2 separate regions of the Dromaius novaehollandiae genome follow, and region 2 is linked to region 1. A link is a contact called in public Hi-C data. All regions are on one chromosome and are shown on one strand. Each heading gives the region's core, a stretch centred on a gene start, on an enhancer-like site or on the middle of the called end of the contact. The rest is flanking DNA. Distances are from core to core; before and after follow the strand shown. Region 1 overlaps LOC112989905 (a long non-coding RNA gene). Region 2 overlaps LOC112989905 (a long non-coding RNA gene).

Region 1 (2,825 bases), core at 76-2,575:
TCAGCACTTCTCCTTCCATGTTGCAGTACATAAAATAGAGCTGTTATTTTTAATACTTTCCCTCCCCCATAACACAGCTTCTAATTAGGCAGCTGCAATTATATGTAGGTGTAAAAAGCAGACTACGCATTGTGAAAGCATCAGCATTTATCACACTGAAGTATATGACTTTACAGCAAGATTTTTCCACAGAGCACACAGGAAGGTATCAGAGAGGTACAGAATAGAAAACCCCCATAAAAACGTTATTTATAGAATGGAAAGATACTGTTTTTAAAGCTGCTGAGCAGAGAGACATCAAAATGGTCAAAACCTTACCCAGCTATTCAAGAGTCCTGCCTCTGCCACTGATTGGCACCAGATGCTCAAAAGGAAGGTTTGCACACAAAACATTTGCCTCAAGCTTAAAGGTCCTGGTGAAAGGCTGGAAATCTAAAATATTCCCAGGCTCTGAGAAGGCTTCCATAGCATCTCACAGCAGAAGAGCACCCAGTAACTGTCTTCTTTCCTCATCCACCTTCATCTCAGCCTCCATTTCAAAATTTAGTTGTTGGTTTTAGGCCTTGAGGAAAAAGATTCCACAACCTTCCTCAAAAACACCCAAAGGGACTGGTATTACTTATGAAAATTTCTGGTCATTTTGTTATTCAGATGAATATTCTTTTTTCATATATTGAGATGTTATTGCCTTCAGTGATGCTCTGCTGCAATCATTTCCGTGGTGTACTCACTTGTGGGAAAAACAATTATCACTGTTTTGAATTTCAGACATATTTTTCTACAGAAAAGTGCTAATATTAGTAACTTATCATTTTGAACAGTCATGGAACACACTAGAAAAAAAATGTGCATTAGAGCAATAAAGAGGAATGCTTTTGCTGGATATATGCTTTCCCCAGAGAGATTGTTCAACAGCCTTGTATCCCACCCAAGACATATCCAAATGCCTATTCCCCAGCTGTCCACCTGCTTCTCTCCTGTTTCATGCTCTACCCATTTTGATTTCTATCCATTGGTGCAAATAGTAAAATGGCCTTTACTTCTTGGAGATATATTTAGGTGGGCTTCATTCTGACACTTTCGGGTGAAAAGGAAGGCATTTCAAATTGTGTAGGAGACCTACACTTGTACTGTCTCATTGGAGAGAACAGCCCAGAAAAGCAATCGTTAGAGGGTTTTTTGTTTGTTTTTGTTTTTTAAAGCAACTGTTTATTCTGGTTGGAGGTCAAATTTACGACTTCCCCTTTCGCTAATGCTTACTAGCCAGCTGCGGCACTTGGCAGCAGTTGGTATTTGTTGTTCCTCACCTCGTTACCACGATAAGTGTTTTGCAGCAGAGCTTGAGCTGACATCTGAACCAGTCTGCGGCTGGAAGGATCCAGCCTCTTTCTACCATAGCTATATTTAAAGAAAAGAAGAAGTAAAAGGAAGAGCAGTAAAAATTTTATTTTAAATAGCAGCTATGACTTGAAGCAAAAAAGAGAGCAGATAAGTTGTATAGGAAGTTGCTGCTTTTTAGCCACTTCTATGATTATTATGGTACTTAAAACTCCATTTATTACAGTTTTTTTCTTTAATGCTAAAAATTATCTTTAGAATCCTGATTCACTGCAAGATACAAGACAGTAAGTTTTCTGATTCCCGCAAAATGACTACGGAAACTGTAGCAAGTAACTGGCTTAACAGACAATCAGAATACATTTAGGCCAACAAACTAGAACATTAACAGTTATAACACAGCTGAAGTTTGGTTTCTTAACGTGCACACAAATGCACACACATGCATGAGCACACAAATATGCAAATACAAGGTTGGAGCTGCTTTTTCAAGCCGTGAGGCAAATGCATGGAGGATCTCCTCTGTCTAAACACAGAGGACCAGTCTACCTCTCTTGTAAATTCACTGAAGACAGGGGAATTACACCAGGAAGAGGTTTGACCCAGAATGTCAACAGTTTTGAGAAAGAGCAGCTTTTATTTATTATGCAATTATTCACACAAAGGGACTTGCTTTTCTCTTTTAAGAGGCTGTGTCATGCAGTTTGACATCTGCTGCTTTTTCTGCAAAAGCTGCTTTCCTAGTTTGGGTGATGGCAGAACAAGCAGTATCAGGGACATACATACTTGCTTGATTTGCCTGTGTTTGCAGTAAGAAAATACAAGCTTGCAAGTCAGCCATACCAAAATACGTTGAGTATTCAAGGATACCTGAGAAGCAGGGGTTCCTCCTGCCTTGGTGAAGAAAGATTGAAATGAATTGTGATGCATCTCCCTTGCACTCAGTGTTCTGCTCTTTTTAGACCTCATTCCTCCCCCTTTCTTTCTTTTATAATATTTCAGTTCCTTTGGGTACTAGCAGCACACCTTCCTCCTAGCGTACATCTAAAACACTCAATAAAAGAGGGCCAAGGAGTCCTCCCTGGCCCCAAGGCAAGTCATTCAGCCTGGCTCATATATCCTTTGGTTAGAACTAGCTTCCCCCAGAATATACTGGCCTTACTCATGCTGCACAGCACCTCTCCCTGGGTCTCCTTTGGATTGTATTTGGTTTCGCTACAGTCCCAAAACATAATTATGGTTTTTTTGTGCATTTTTCCCAAATAGGAGCCAAAGAACAAACAAACACACACATGTAGTAGGGATGGCAATAGAAAGGCAATACCTTAGGTTCCTCTTTGGCCCTCACTTATTTAACAGCATAGACAAATGTATTTTGACTGTCCCCATTCCCATAATCTTAGGTTGTTTTCTGGAGCAGGTTTCCTAGATAAAGCTTAAGGGTCTGCAGCCACCTTTAGCACCACCACCATGGGGCATATTTGATA
Region 2 (2,760 bases), core at 116-2,615, 86 kb after region 1:
TTTTTCTTTTCTAAGGATTGCACATAATACATTTAACTGCCCCCTTCATAGCTGTAGGGCACCTAAGATGTGAAAAGACATGCCTTTATTTTCAAGCACAATGTAGTTATCTGCAGAATGGCACAGAGCATGATCTCATGAAAGCAAAAAGGAGAAAGCAAAGGCAAGATGACCTTTTATTCTTGCAAATTCTTTTTAGACTTGAGCACTTCCATTTCCATTTCTTGAGTCCTCACCCAATCCACCTCCTTACCATCACAAGAGCCTTCTCTGCAGCCCAACTAAGGTAAAGTTGCTGCTTCTCATGCTCTGCACCATCTTTTTCCCTTTAATTTTCAGCCTCAGCTGGAAGTGTTCTCCATCAGCGGTTCTGCTGCCAGTCTTATGCCTAATTGCTTTAATTAAAAGGCCAGAAGGTGTGACTTGAGTCTTATCATCAGGTTTGACATAATTAGACTCCTGGAGTCAGTGTCAAATGCTGACAGGGCTGCCTCAACCTTTCATCCTTCTAAGGCAGCTATAGGCAGTACCATAGAACATGCTTTATAGTAGGAACCCTTTCTGATAAAAGCATTAGAAAAAAGGTTTTGTCTTCTTGAGACATGAAAGAGCCCCTAGTGCTTTTTATAAGAGTCCAGATTTGTTTTAGTAACCTCAGCCAAAGCAGCCCTAACATCCACACCAGAAGTAGCTTTATTTTAGTAATACCAAGTGTATGAAGTTGAAAATTGTCTAGTGATCCTCTGGAACAAAAAGCAGTATGTAAATAGCAAAGCTATTTACACCCTATAGGGGGCCACTTGTTAACTAAAATGGGAAAAGTCAAAGGGGAAGAAGAGGTCATTGCATACTCCAATATTCACCTGCACTTGTCAGTATCAACTAAGTATGCAAGATCAAAACAACTGAAAAAATGGAACAAGATTGTTTTCAAGGTGTGTCAAGTCCCAGTACACAGTTGACAGCTGGGTATGTGCCCCTGAGCTTTGCCAGTCAGAACCACTGCAGGTCATAGATATGGCTTTAGTCTCTTAACCACCATGTTTTCTCCAACTCTCCTCTTGCAGATTAGCTCCTAGCTTTTTCCGAAATTTTTAAAAGCTGCTGCTGGATGCATCACTTTCACAAAGCAGGGGACATTGGAAGATCCTTGTATTAATGATTTTTGCTTGTTGTATAAAGGTGATACCACTACAAACACAGACAAGCAGCTAAGCAGCTAAAAGGATTGTGTCTGTAAGACCAAATTAAACAGGACATACACATTACTGAAAACTCAAAGCCAGGCACTTGAAGTAGAACAAACTACTATGTACCGTGGTTAAGTTAACTATATCTGTGTAAGCAGTTACCATAAAAGAATGCATCTGTGCCACTGCTGAGGTGCAAGCCTTAGAACCGAGCATTTCTATGCTCCCTATTTCTCCAACAGTGGTGGCATACTGCCATCAAGTGGGGAACATGCAAAGGAAGGAAAAGGATAAAGATGGTCAAAGATGTACTAACACAGAAACCAAAATAAGCAAGCAGTTCTAGAATTGTGAATCCCCAATATTCACATACTAGGGGACAATTCCAAAGTAATGCACAGACATTCTACTGGAATATCACTTATACCCCATGGAGACTATGGTCTATAGTCATAGAGACTAAGATGGTCTCATATTGGTAAGGGGTACACCACATGCACCAAAAGCTTGTAATCAGACCAAATTAAGCCATGTGAAGAGATACTGAAAGTAATCTGAATTATCAGAAAAAGGAGAATCTTTTTCCAGGGGAAGATGGCAGTTAAGTTCTGCAAATAAGTCACTACTTTAAGTGATTCAAAAGAATTACTCAGAAGTGCATGGTTCTCTAAAGGCACACAGAACTCTACAGATGTATCCTTCCTCAGGTTAGTTTGGTTTTACAATCACAGGCACTTAAACAACTGAACAGCAAGACTTCGGCCACTGAGCATACTAAATGAATTACTACCTCATCTTAAGCCACAGGTTTTAATTCACTGGGGAATGCAGCACCCATTTCTGCTTAGAGGCTGTGAAAGGATTTTATTTACTCTGTTTTCCTTTTGCATAGCCAAAAGCTACTAGGGCCTGGAGAGGAACCTCTTCCCTCTTAAAAAATAATGCAGGTGTGATGAGAAGAGAAAGTACTGCTGAACCCTCAGCCAGCTGCAGCCACCTGTAATGCCTCACCTGAGGCAGATGAGGCCAACAGTTCAGCATGGCTGGTTCTGATGAGGGAGCAGAAGGGATATTCCCACACAGAGAGAGGTTCTCTCACTTTAGTGTCCACACTGCCAAGTTCAGAAGAGGACAGGAAAGTTTTCTGAGGTGTTTTTTTTTGGCAGGGGGGACAAAGGTATTCCTCTGGTAGCCTTTAACCAATGAAATTCAGGCATGGGCTTTGGATAAATGGTATGAAATGAGACTGATCTATCCATTAAAAAAACATGTCACCAAGTGGCATTATTCATGTTTTATGAGTTCAAATGTGCTTTATATGTCACCGAGTGTTTCCATTAACTCTCAGGCACAAAAGGAAATGTTCGCATTTTGGCAGCAGGTTGCGGACAGCATGTACAATCAATCAGAAACTGGGAAAAGCATGGCTGAGGGCTGCCATTCTCAGCAGCAGTCACTAACTGGCAGGCTTGCAAAGCTGTCTCAAAGACCAAGGTTCATCTGTTGTACACACACCCTAGGCAGATCCAGTAGAGCTAATGAAGAGGTTAGTCCATTCAGAATGACCTAT

What was found. Hi-C and Micro-C count contacts between places; a contact is called where the count stands out from the background.
Region 2: a contact with region 1 is called in a Hi-C map of brain, with 4 times the contacts expected there. The contact joins two enhancer-like sites. A contact is called at or near these places in 2 of 4 Hi-C or Micro-C datasets (brain and liver).

Annotation. Positions count from the first base shown.
Region 1 is chr5:23,600,321-23,603,145 of bDroNov1.hap1, forward strand. The region is part of intron 7 of LOC112989905 (a long non-coding RNA gene); the gene reads right to left. Among named protein-coding and RNA genes, the nearest start is that of SEL1L, 120 kb to the right of the region's middle. Within about 2 kb of position 1,326, at least 2 of the 2 cell types and tissues checked have open chromatin away from gene starts, as enhancers often do.
Region 2 is chr5:23,686,351-23,689,110 of bDroNov1.hap1, forward strand. The region is part of intron 2 of LOC112989905 (a long non-coding RNA gene); the gene reads right to left. Among named protein-coding and RNA genes, the nearest start is that of SEL1L, 34 kb to the right of the region's middle. Within about 2 kb of position 1,366, at least 1 of the 2 cell types and tissues checked has open chromatin away from gene starts, as enhancers often do.